2 separate regions of the Mus musculus genome follow, and region 1 is linked to region 2. Evidence: chromatin contacts called from public Micro-C data. All regions are on one chromosome and are shown on one strand. The core of a region is the stretch at or near the end of the contact, and the rest is flanking DNA. Distances in the headings are between cores, read along the strand shown. Region 1 holds the start of Hs3st6 (heparan sulfate (glucosamine) 3-O-sulfotransferase 6). Region 2 holds the start of Pkd1 (polycystin 1, transient receptor poteintial channel interacting).

Region 1 (5,184 bases), core at 2,419-4,918, 200 kb after region 2:
AGTGGAAATTTGTAGGGCAGTGGTCTGTGCCAGGAAACTTGGTACGGTTGAGGGGGTTCAGAGTCCCTGGCACCCAGGCACCCATCTGAGATGTAGGCAGCTCCCTGCTCCCTACCAGATTCCTGGCCTGGAACACATGGCCACACTTTTCCCACTTAGGAAACATGACCTGTGGTACGTAGCTCCAGAACATGGGTTCTCCATGCCCATGAGGTATCTAGAGGCCTTTAGGGTTTAGCCAATAAGCTTCCCTCCCCAGACATTCCTTCCTGCAAAAGGTATTTAATCTCTGGTTCACCCTTAGAAGTTGGTATGCGGGGCTGGTGAGATGGCTCAGTGGGTAAGAGCACCCGACTGCTCTTCCGAAGGTCCGAAGTTCAAATCCCAGCAACCACATGGTGGCTCACAACCACCTGTAATGAGATCTGATGCCCTCTTCTGGTGCGTCTGAAGACAGCTACAGTGTACTTACATATAATAAATACATAAATAAATAAATAAATCTTAAAAAAAAAAAGAAGTTGGTATGCATCCATTTTCCACCATGAACAACCAATAAACAGTTTAGAACCAAGGACTCTCTCTTCCACTGAAACCACTGTGGGGATCATGGAGAAGGCCTTGGGCCTACAAAGCTGCAGCCTAAGTCTCCTGTAGAAGACCTCTCTGCACTTCCAGAAAACCACCAAGTTAAGGACCTTTGCCAATGAGCTAAGCCAGAATCCCCCATTTCCCTGGCCCAGGTTCATCGTCCATCAATAGTCCTCAGCCCGCAGGTTCCAACTCCCTTCCCAACTCCTCCTGACCCAGCAGCACCTAGCTATCCAGGAGTTTGGGAGCACCCAGTTCTGACCTCTTTGCGGGTTCCATGGATCCCTGATCCTTCATTCCTGACTCCTCTGTGCAGCACCCCATTGGTGACTGGATGCCTGGGAGTCAAAGAACCCCAGCTTCAGCCTCCCTCACCTTAGACTGTGTTTTCCCATCCCCTAAGTAGTGTCTCAGGGCTTCCCTAAAGCCCAGCGCTCCATGAAGGTGGTGGTTCAGGGTAAATGGAGTCTATCAGCACTCAGAGGGTGTACCTTGGACCCACAGAAATTTCCCACAGGTGAGACACAAAAGGAACGGAGCCTTGACATGCCACACTGTGGAAGCCCCCGGAAATAGTGGTGCTCAGAGAGAAGTCAGAGGCAAACTGATAGACTCTGGATGAGTCTGTGATAGACCAGTGAGCACAGAGAAACAGAAAACACACTGGCGACTTGTTATCATGCATGCTGAAAGAGAGAAAACAGGGGATGACTGCTAATGGGTCTAGGATTCTTTTGGAGGGTGATAAAAATATTTTAAAATTGATAGGTGTGGGTGTGGGACCAGTGGTTAGAGCACTGGGTGCTTTCCCAGAGGACTCAAGTTCAATTCCTAGCACTCACATGGAATCTCATAACTGTCTGTAACTCCAGTCCCAGAGGACCAGACACTCTCTTCTGACATACTCATACACTAGGCACATGTGGTATGCACACATAAGTGGCAGGCAAAAAATCCAGTCCTACACGTAAATAACAAAATAAAATCTAAAATAAACATTTAAGTCGATGATAGCCATATTTGCACAACATGATGAACGTTCTGGAAGTCAATGATGTCTAGTTTTGAATAGTATGTGAGCTGAACCTCAAGAAAGCTATCACCCCAAAGACTTGATGGTGGCCGTAGCCTGTGGCCATGGGCCAGAGGAAGGGACTTTAATAGGCCCTTCTCCTCTCCTATCTCCTTGCAAGATGAGCTTGCATTCCCATTCCAATCTCTCTGGCTGTTGTGTTCTGCTGAGCAGCCATTACCACTCCCTCTTCTGCCTGAATTTGGTTAACTTCTTATCTGGCCATCACCTCCAGAATGCCTTTTCTACCCTCTCCTCTCTAATCAGTATGTATTGAGTAGTCTCTGCATGCCAGCACCATGTTAGGAGTTTTGGAGAGCTTGGGAATGGGTGCCATCAGGGGGATCTCCAGATTTGTACCCCTTCCCGCCAAGAGAGCCAGAGGGAAGATGGAGAAAGAGAGTCAGCTTCCAAACTCTCAGCTGCTCCGGGCCAGTGTCTCCTGGAGAGTCTTCTGCCCTGTGGAAAGGCATCCTGCAGAGGAAATCACCAGCAGGAGGTAGGAACTTAGCCAGCACTGAGGAGATGGGGGGATTACCAGGGACTAAGTCTCAAGTGGTGACAACTCAGACTGTGAAGGTGTAATCGGGCAGTATGGGACCTCCCTGGGAGTGCTCAGAGGAGAACCAGCTTGTCTTCAACAAATCCCATTTACAGCTAGATCCGAAGAAGAACTTCCTAGGTCCCTACATGTACTAACATGCTTCCCAGACAGTGCTGGACTAAAAACCCGCCCACAGGGCTGCTGGCACCAGCTTGCCCTGACAAGCAAATGTAGCTCTGGTGTCTGGGACTAGTTTTGGGTGGTGCATGTCCCCCTTGTACCTAGCTGCCCTCAGGGTGGGAACTAAATGTCTGTGGGTCATTGGAGTTTTCTGTCCCTCAGAGGCAGCCTGCAGTGTGAGACTTGTTCAGATGCCATGAGACCCACGGACTGCTGATTAATAAACAGAGCCGAGGGCAGAGGCTGAGTAAGGGTACTGGGGCAGGGACTAGACTGGGCAGCCAGGAAAGTCGGACAGAGGCAGAAAGAAGAGGCGCCGTTACCTTTTCCCTGGTCAGGGCAACTTATTCGGCATCCTGGATGGAGTCTTTCCTCCTCTGCATTCCTAGTAAGCAGCTTTGTAGACTCGGTGAGCCAGGAACAGGACATGGAGGCGCGGGGGTGGGGTGGGGGTGGGTGGGTGGGGTGGGGGTGGGTGGGTGGGTGAGAAGTTTCTGCAGTGTCTGGTAGGTTTCACACATGTGAGGGCCCCGGGAATCTCACTATGCTCAGAGGAAGCTCCACAGACAGAACCCAGATGCCTCCCCTGCCTCCTAGTACAGGCCTTTTCACTCCTGGGGGGCGAGGGGGCGTGTCACCGCTTTGCAATTTCCCGAAGGGATCACTGACATCTTGGGGAGGCCAGCTCTATTTGATACAAGGACTTTAAAATGGTGGCCCGACTATCGGACAAGCTCTCTCCACAGGGCAGGGCTCCCACCCTAATGAATGGCTAGGTGGACTGTTGGCAAGTAATGCAACAAGCATTCCTGTCACAGGCTCAAAGATGCATGGGGACCCTTTCCGCGCCGGATGTATGCCTGGCTCCATCCTTCCTGCACAGGCGATTCCTGGACACGGTGTCCTCCGGTGATGAGGCCCTGGCTCCGGGAAACAGGGGCTGAGGCCGCACACCTGTCGCCCTGGTCCAAAGGGGCAGAGATAGACTTTTAAAGGACAGAACGGGGATTCCCACTCGCCCAGTCTTGTGTCCCTCCGCGCCACGCATTCCCGTAGTGTAAGAGCGAAGACTTTGGAGCCAAGCGAACCGGAGACCAGCTCAGGAGGAGTGTTGGGGTAGCTGGGATAGCTCCTGGTCGCTCTGGAAGTTAGCTGGAGTCGCTAGTCCCAGGCGAGGGCTGGGGAGGGGCGTCTCGGCCCCGCCCCGCCCCGCCCCGCCCCGCCCCGCCCCGCCCCGCCCCTCTCCGGCTCCAGGGTTGCGAGGCTGCGGAGCTCAACCCAGAAGCCGGGCGCCCTGGGGTTGAGCGGGCGACGCACTATAGCCGGGATGCGCACCTGTCTGCGGTTCCCGCTCCCGAGCCTGAGCGCGAAGCGACCCCATGGCAGGTAGCGGTGGCCTGGGCGGCGGGGCCGGTGACCTCCAGGGTGCGGGGACGGGCCAGGGGACTGCACTGCGTGCTCTCCGTGCTCCGCTGGCGCTCGTAGTTCTGTTGCTAAGCGCCTACTGCCTCTTCGCCCTCCCCGGCCGCTGTCCACCTGCCGCCCGCGCCCCTGCTCCGGTTCCTGCACCCGCCGAGCCGCCCCACACCTCCCTCCGTCTGAGAGCACCCGGCCTGCCGGTGGCCAGCGGCCCGGGGCGCCGGCGCTTTCCTCAGGCGCTCATTGTGGGTGTGAAGAAAGGCGGCACGCGCGCATTGCTGGAGTTCCTGCGGTTGCACCCCGACGTCCGTGCACTTGGCTCTGAACCCCACTTCTTCGACAGGTGCTATGATCGCGGCCTCGCCTGGTACCGGTGAGCGTCCCTGCTGGTCCGCGCCTCGTCGGTGTGTGCCTTGGACTGTGCTTTCTTAGAACCCAGGATGAGTAGGGTAGAATCCTGGGCACTGGGTCTAAAACAAGCCTGTTAGGGAAATAGCCTTGATTTCCTGGGCACAGCGACCCTCGAAGGAGAGGCCATCTATAGCCAAGGGTCGCAGGAATTAGAAAATCTCAGAGAAAACTCTGTTCTCCTGTTGGGTGGCCAAGGGACTCAGCGAGGCATGATCCTATCTTGAAAGTAGTTTCAAGCGAGTGAGATAACTGGGCAGGTAGACTTTCCTTTTTAGAGGGTCAGGGAATTGAACCTGAAGCCTCAAATGTACTAAACGAGTATTCTACCACTAAGCTACTAATATATATCCATATATTATTATGGTTTATATCAATATAATCCCGGTGGAGCTACTTGGCAGCCTTAGAGATACTTGGAGCTCAGTCACTTTATCATCCCTTCGTGTCTGTCCATTCCCTGCTATAACTCTGGGTAAGTACTGGTAATTATCTGACCACTAGTCAAGTATATTTTGGAAGGGCCTCCAGGTTTCCAGAAGTGTTCTAGAAAGTGCCTTTCCACCCCTAAGAATCTCTCCCTCACCCTGCATCAGGGAGCCCTCTATAGCTGCTGGAGTCTGAAGAAAGTTAGGTCTGGGCTTTGAGGAGGGAGACTCTGCTCTTTGGTTTAGCCCAAGGGTGGGGACTGGAATACACCCTTCTGTAGCTGTCCTTTCTACATACAGGAGGACTTGGGATGCAGCAGTGGAATGTGGGGAGCACTACCCCAGGTACAGCAGTATGTCCTGGTGGATGGTCAGATTCTGGTTCCTCCCTTCTGGTGTGACTACCCACAGGCTCCGCCCACCGCCTCCTGCAGGCATCGAGGGCCCCCTGCTCCTTCATGTAGGGAAATGGGGCTATATTGGCTTGCCTCTTCTGCAAGCCCGAGCTGAGCCATGATAACCTGGAGAGTCAGTGCGGGTGG
Region 2 (4,895 bases), core at 10-2,509:
TCATCAACTTCCTGTCTTTGTGGACTTTTCTCTCCCTTTTTAATTTAATTTTTCTTTCCCTTTTTGAATATTTCCTGTGTAGTTCTTGGTATTTGGACGTCTAAACATTTTTTTCAAGGATTACTCCCCGGTGCTATGGTTGGAGTCTTTTCTCTCAATTTAATTTTGTCTTTAGCTCCTGCGCACAAGGATCTACAGTACCTGGAGACTGAAGCCTGAGATGGAGCTGCTTGGCGGGTGGGCGGGTGGTACAGCGTCTCCCCAGCACCTCCGCAGGGTGGTCTGCGCGGAGTGGTGGAGGGCACGGCGCTAAACTGCACCCACTCCAGGTGAGCTCAATCTCATGCATCACTTCTGAGCCTCTGCAGCATGCTCTGGCAGAGGTCCATGATATGACGCAGCAAGTATTTATTGACTCAGGTCGGCGGTACTCTCCAGGGTCAGAGAAGACTTGCGAAGTGGAAGCTCGCACAGCTGGCACCCAGAAACTGTAGGTCGCAGGGTTTTTTGTTTTGTTTTGTTTTTTTAATTTATTATCAGTGTAGAGCGCATGCTATGGCCAGGGTGTTGCGGCCAGAGGACAACTTTGTATAAGTTGGATTTGTGTACGTGGATTTCGGGAGAGGACTCAGCTGATTAGGCTTCCTTTATCCGCTAACCGACCCCCCACCTCCACAGGGTTTCTCGGTATATCCCTAGCTGTCCTGGAACTCACTCTGTAGACCAAGCTGGGCTCTGAACTCAGAGATCCACCTGCCTCTGCCACCCGAGTATTGGGATTAAAGTCTTTGCCACCACCACCCAGTGCTGAGCCCTCTCTTCTGCACCTACTAGTGTTTTTAATATTGTGACTGTTGATTGCAGAAGGCTAGGAGCGAAGAAACCTACTGACTCCAAGAAGGCCTCAACAGCCAGAGGACTTCAAGGGGGAACTCGGGAAAGCAGGGTGAATAGCCATAAGCTCTCCAGCCGTTGTGGGTAGGGGACAGCCTAAGCGGGCAGCTGCTCAAACCGCAGCCTGACTCGGGGCTCGAAACGCCGCAGCAGAGGGGGCGGAGCTTCCTCCACCTTCAAGCCTGGTCTGCAGCAGACCCAGCGGTGCAGAAGGCGGGGCCTCCGGAGGACTCCCCTCCCGTGAGACCCCGCCCACCAAGGCTCACGCTCACTGGGCGGAGCCTCTGAGGGCGCCCTTCCTTCAGGCCCCGCCTACTGCAGGATCTGCAATGAAGAGGGCGGAGCCTGTGAAGGCCTTCTCTTCATCCAGTCCCACCTACAGCCAACTTGGAAGCGCAGGGGCGGAGTCTGAGGGCGCCCCGCCCCACGCCGGAGGTGGGGGAGGAGGAGGAGCTGGCGCTGGGTCTGCAGTGCAGCGCGAATGCGCGAGCAGGCGGCCAAGGCCCTGAGGTGCGGCCTGCCCCAGAGCGCTGAGCAGCTGTCGCACCGCAGACGGGCCACGGCCGCCGCGGCATTCAGCCCCGTGCCGCACCATGAGGTCCGCGGGCCCCTCCTGAACTGCGGCTGCCGGCGCAAGGGGCCTCGGGGAACCGGGGCCATGCGCGGGCTGCGCTGACGATGCCGCTCGGCGCGCCTGCTCTCCTGGCGCTGGCCCTAGGCCTGGGCCTGTGGCTCGGAGCGCTGGCCGGAGACCCTGGGCGCGGCTGCGGGCCTTGCCCGCTCCCCTGCTTTTGCGGCCCTGCGCCCGACGCCGCCTGCCGCGTCAATTGCTCCGGCCGCTGGCTGCAGACGCTAGGGCCGAGTCTGCGCATCCCGGCTGACGCCACCGCGCTGTGAGTAGCTGCGCCGAGGCAGTGCAGGCGGGCAGGCGGTTGCCATGGCGGCGGGCGGCCTGGCTAGAGCATCATGACTGGGTCCGGCGGGAGCAGGGCTGAGGTAGATAGAGCCCTTCTGGAGCTTTGCCGGGCTGTCGGCCGCAGAGCGTGGGCGCGGTCCTGAGCTCGGGCCGCAAGACGCAGCGGGGCCTGGCCGCTCCTAGGGCGAGGCTCCAGCAGGGATGTCGGCCCGACTAAATAAGGAAAACCTTGGACCTCAGCCGGCGTGACCCAGAAGAGTAGCCAAAAATCCCAGTTCCTACGAAGACTGACGTTTTACGTTGCGGGGCTCCTCAAACAGGAGCTACAACAGTGCGTGGGGCGTGGTAGGAGGTTGCGGAATAAACGTTAATTAGAGACTAATTGAGGTGTATCCTGGGGTTGGAGATTTCTGTTGGGGCTCAGAGCTGGCCTCTAGGGGAAGAGTCTCGACAAGAATTTTATGGATGTGTAAGAATTGACTATGTTTAAGGGACAAAAGGTTGGTCCAGCGGCCTGGCCTGAGGTTGGCCACACATAGTGACTGCTGGAGAAGTGTTAGGGAGTAGAGGGTGTGATGGATGTGGGCCTCTAGTGGTACTTAGGGAGGGGAAATTGCCAGGAGGGGTTAAAACATTTGCCATTTCGGCAGTTTTGCCTTCTGAAAGTAACAGGCAAATCTCACTGAGAGATCAACATCTTGAACCAGGCTTAACTAGTCTCTTTTTATAGATTATCACACTTAATTCTTAGTCCAGTTCTCTGGCGTAGAGCCAGACCTCTGTTTTACAGGTGAGGAAAGAAGCTTGGAGATGCGATGTATTTTCAAGGTATCACAGCCTAGACATCATAGCTTAGGTTTGGACCTTTGCAGTGTTGGCAACCAGGGTTGGATCAAAAATGTTAAGAGGAGATTGCAGACTGCAGTAATTTGTCTCAGGATTAACTGATTCCAACCGGTTTTTTTTTTGTTTTGTTTTGTTTTGTTTTTGTTTTTTTCCCCCAAGACAGGGTTTCTCTGTATAGCCCTGGCTGTCCTGGAGCTCACTCTGTAATCCAGGCTGTCCTGGAACTCAGAAATCCGCCTGCCTTTGCCTCCCGAGTGCTGGGATTAAAGGTGTGCACCACCACTGCCCGGCTGATTCCAACCTCTTAGACTTCCTGGGCACTTCAGCCACAGTAGTTCTTGCTGCAATTCCCTCAGGAACTTGTTAAAGTAGAAATGGTCCCTTTCACTGGTTTTTATAATGGGCTTGGTGACTTCACCCTAGTATGGAGCTGAGATTTGGGTTCCTATGATTGTGTTCCTTGACCACTGTAGCATTTGTGGTGCAGCTGTCTCTGGAGATGGATCCCCTTTTGCTATCTAATAGGATCCACAGAATTGCATCTGATCCAGATTTATGGATGCTATGAATGAGGGCACTTCTTTCTCTCTGCTACCTGGTATCTGTAGGAGTCAGGTCCAGCTCCTGTTGGCTCCTTCTTCACCCTCTGCTGACCTCCCAGGAGCTGTCTAGGGAATGAAAGATGAGAGCCTACAAGTCTGTGGGCTCTGCTCGGCAGTGAAGCTTGAGCGGTTGCCCTGGGTTTGGTACAAGGGGTTTTCTGAGAGCTAATAGCTTGACTGACTTCATACGGTTCTCAAGATATTAGCCCCTCACATTGTGGGAAGAGACATCTGATAGACCTCATGTGTGGACAGATGGGTAAAGAATTCACATTTTTATTTCTACCTCCAACACTGCTTCTAAGAGACTTAACCGGCTGAGGCCTCAGGGACAGGTGTTGAGTTCCCCCTACTGCTTCTCAAGGTCAGTTTGTGTCCAGTAGGTTGTCCATTCTGTAGACTACTGCAGATCAGATAGATGGTTTTCTCTGAGGACCAAGGACACAGACAGCAACCTTAGGCTAGTGCTTAGGTGCCCAAGGAACATTGCCTTCTTTCTGATTATCAGACCCCTCTGTATGTGTGTGGCTCTTTGGCAGGACGGCTATGTCTGGTAGCAGGACAGCTGGTCTTCTGAGAGCATAGCTTCCCAGCGTTTCTTGGCTTAAAATCATGCTGCTGCTTAAGAAAGGTGACGTTCCTGGAAGGGTGCTGCTACTTAACTCACTCTGAGCTTTACTGTGGATCATTTAAAGCCTTGCTATTGTGAAAAGTATGCAGAACAGAATAATGAACCTCACCCTTCTTGCCTGTCATTCCTGTCTTATATTTCGAGCCAAAGACCAGCATCTTATTCTTTTATCTATTTTAACACTGAAAACACATCTAAACTAGGAAACACTTCCTTAGGTTTAGTGGATGTCCACTGTGTACATTTTTGTGAAGCTGACCTCAAACTCACAGATCTGACTGCTTCTGCCTGTCAAGTGCTGGTACTAAAGGTGTGTGCCACCATGCCCAGCTGTTTGGGGTGGGTTTTTTTGTTTGTTTGTTTTTGTTTAGACATGTAGTACAAATTGGCCTTGAACCCTCAAATATTTGATCCTCCTGCCTCAGTCTTCCTAGTGCTAGAATTACAGATGTGTACTATCAGGCCTGACTCTGGATTTTTGGTAGTTTAATTTAGGGGCTGAATTAGGTCTACCTAGTACAGTTAGTTGATGGCCTGAATCTAGCTGATGGCTACACTTTTTCTAGTTCTCTTTTTCTACTTTTGACTTTGAAAAAAACTAACTCCTGTATCCAGTTTCTGACTGACTGAGCTGTGAGTTGTTGGCTTCTTGCATGTCTCTGTCCTCTGTGTCTCCAGCTCTGTTGTGGTGGGTCACACCTCTTTCAAGGTCTCTGGGACCTCTCTGGCTAGTGACTACAAGGCAGGACATTCTATTGTTGAAGAAAGATCTCTGGGATATTCACCTGACACTAGGTATAAACTTATTTTTGGCTTCAGACATTGTTGTTTTAGATATCATTTCTGGTGACAGGTACTATACATTTTTAGATTTTGAGTTTGAGGCCAGCCTGATCAACATAGTTCCAGGACACACCTAGAGCAGTGTACAGAGACCCTGTCTCAAAAAACAAAACAAAACAAAATAGTAGGGAGGGGAATAAGTAGGTATGATGGTTTATACTTG

Evidence for each region. Hi-C and Micro-C count contacts between places; a contact is called where the count stands out from the background.
Region 1: a contact with region 2 is called in a Micro-C map of embryonic stem cells, with 5 times the contacts expected there. The contact joins the promoter of Hs3st6 here to the promoter of Pkd1 in region 2. A contact is called at or near these places in 1 of 484 Hi-C or Micro-C datasets (embryonic stem cells), 1 of 115 datasets of contacts at active chromatin or transcription factors (pancreatic cancer cells) and 2 of 9 other capture datasets (adipose tissue and pancreatic islet).

Annotation. Positions count from the first base shown.
Region 1 is chr17:24,749,320-24,754,503 of GRCm38.p6, forward strand. It overlaps Hs3st6 (heparan sulfate (glucosamine) 3-O-sulfotransferase 6), which reads left to right and starts at 3,669. Exons shown (of 2, transcript NM_001012402.2): 1 at 3,669-4,179. The coding sequence starts at 3,767.
Region 2 is chr17:24,548,691-24,553,585 of GRCm38.p6, forward strand. It overlaps Pkd1 (polycystin 1, transient receptor poteintial channel interacting), which reads left to right and starts at 1,260. Exons shown (of 46, transcript NM_013630.2): 1 at 1,260-1,787. The coding sequence starts at 1,573. LOC115488769 (a long non-coding RNA gene) reads left to right here and starts at 1,794. Exons shown (of 2, transcript XR_003952238.1): 1 at 1,794-4,895.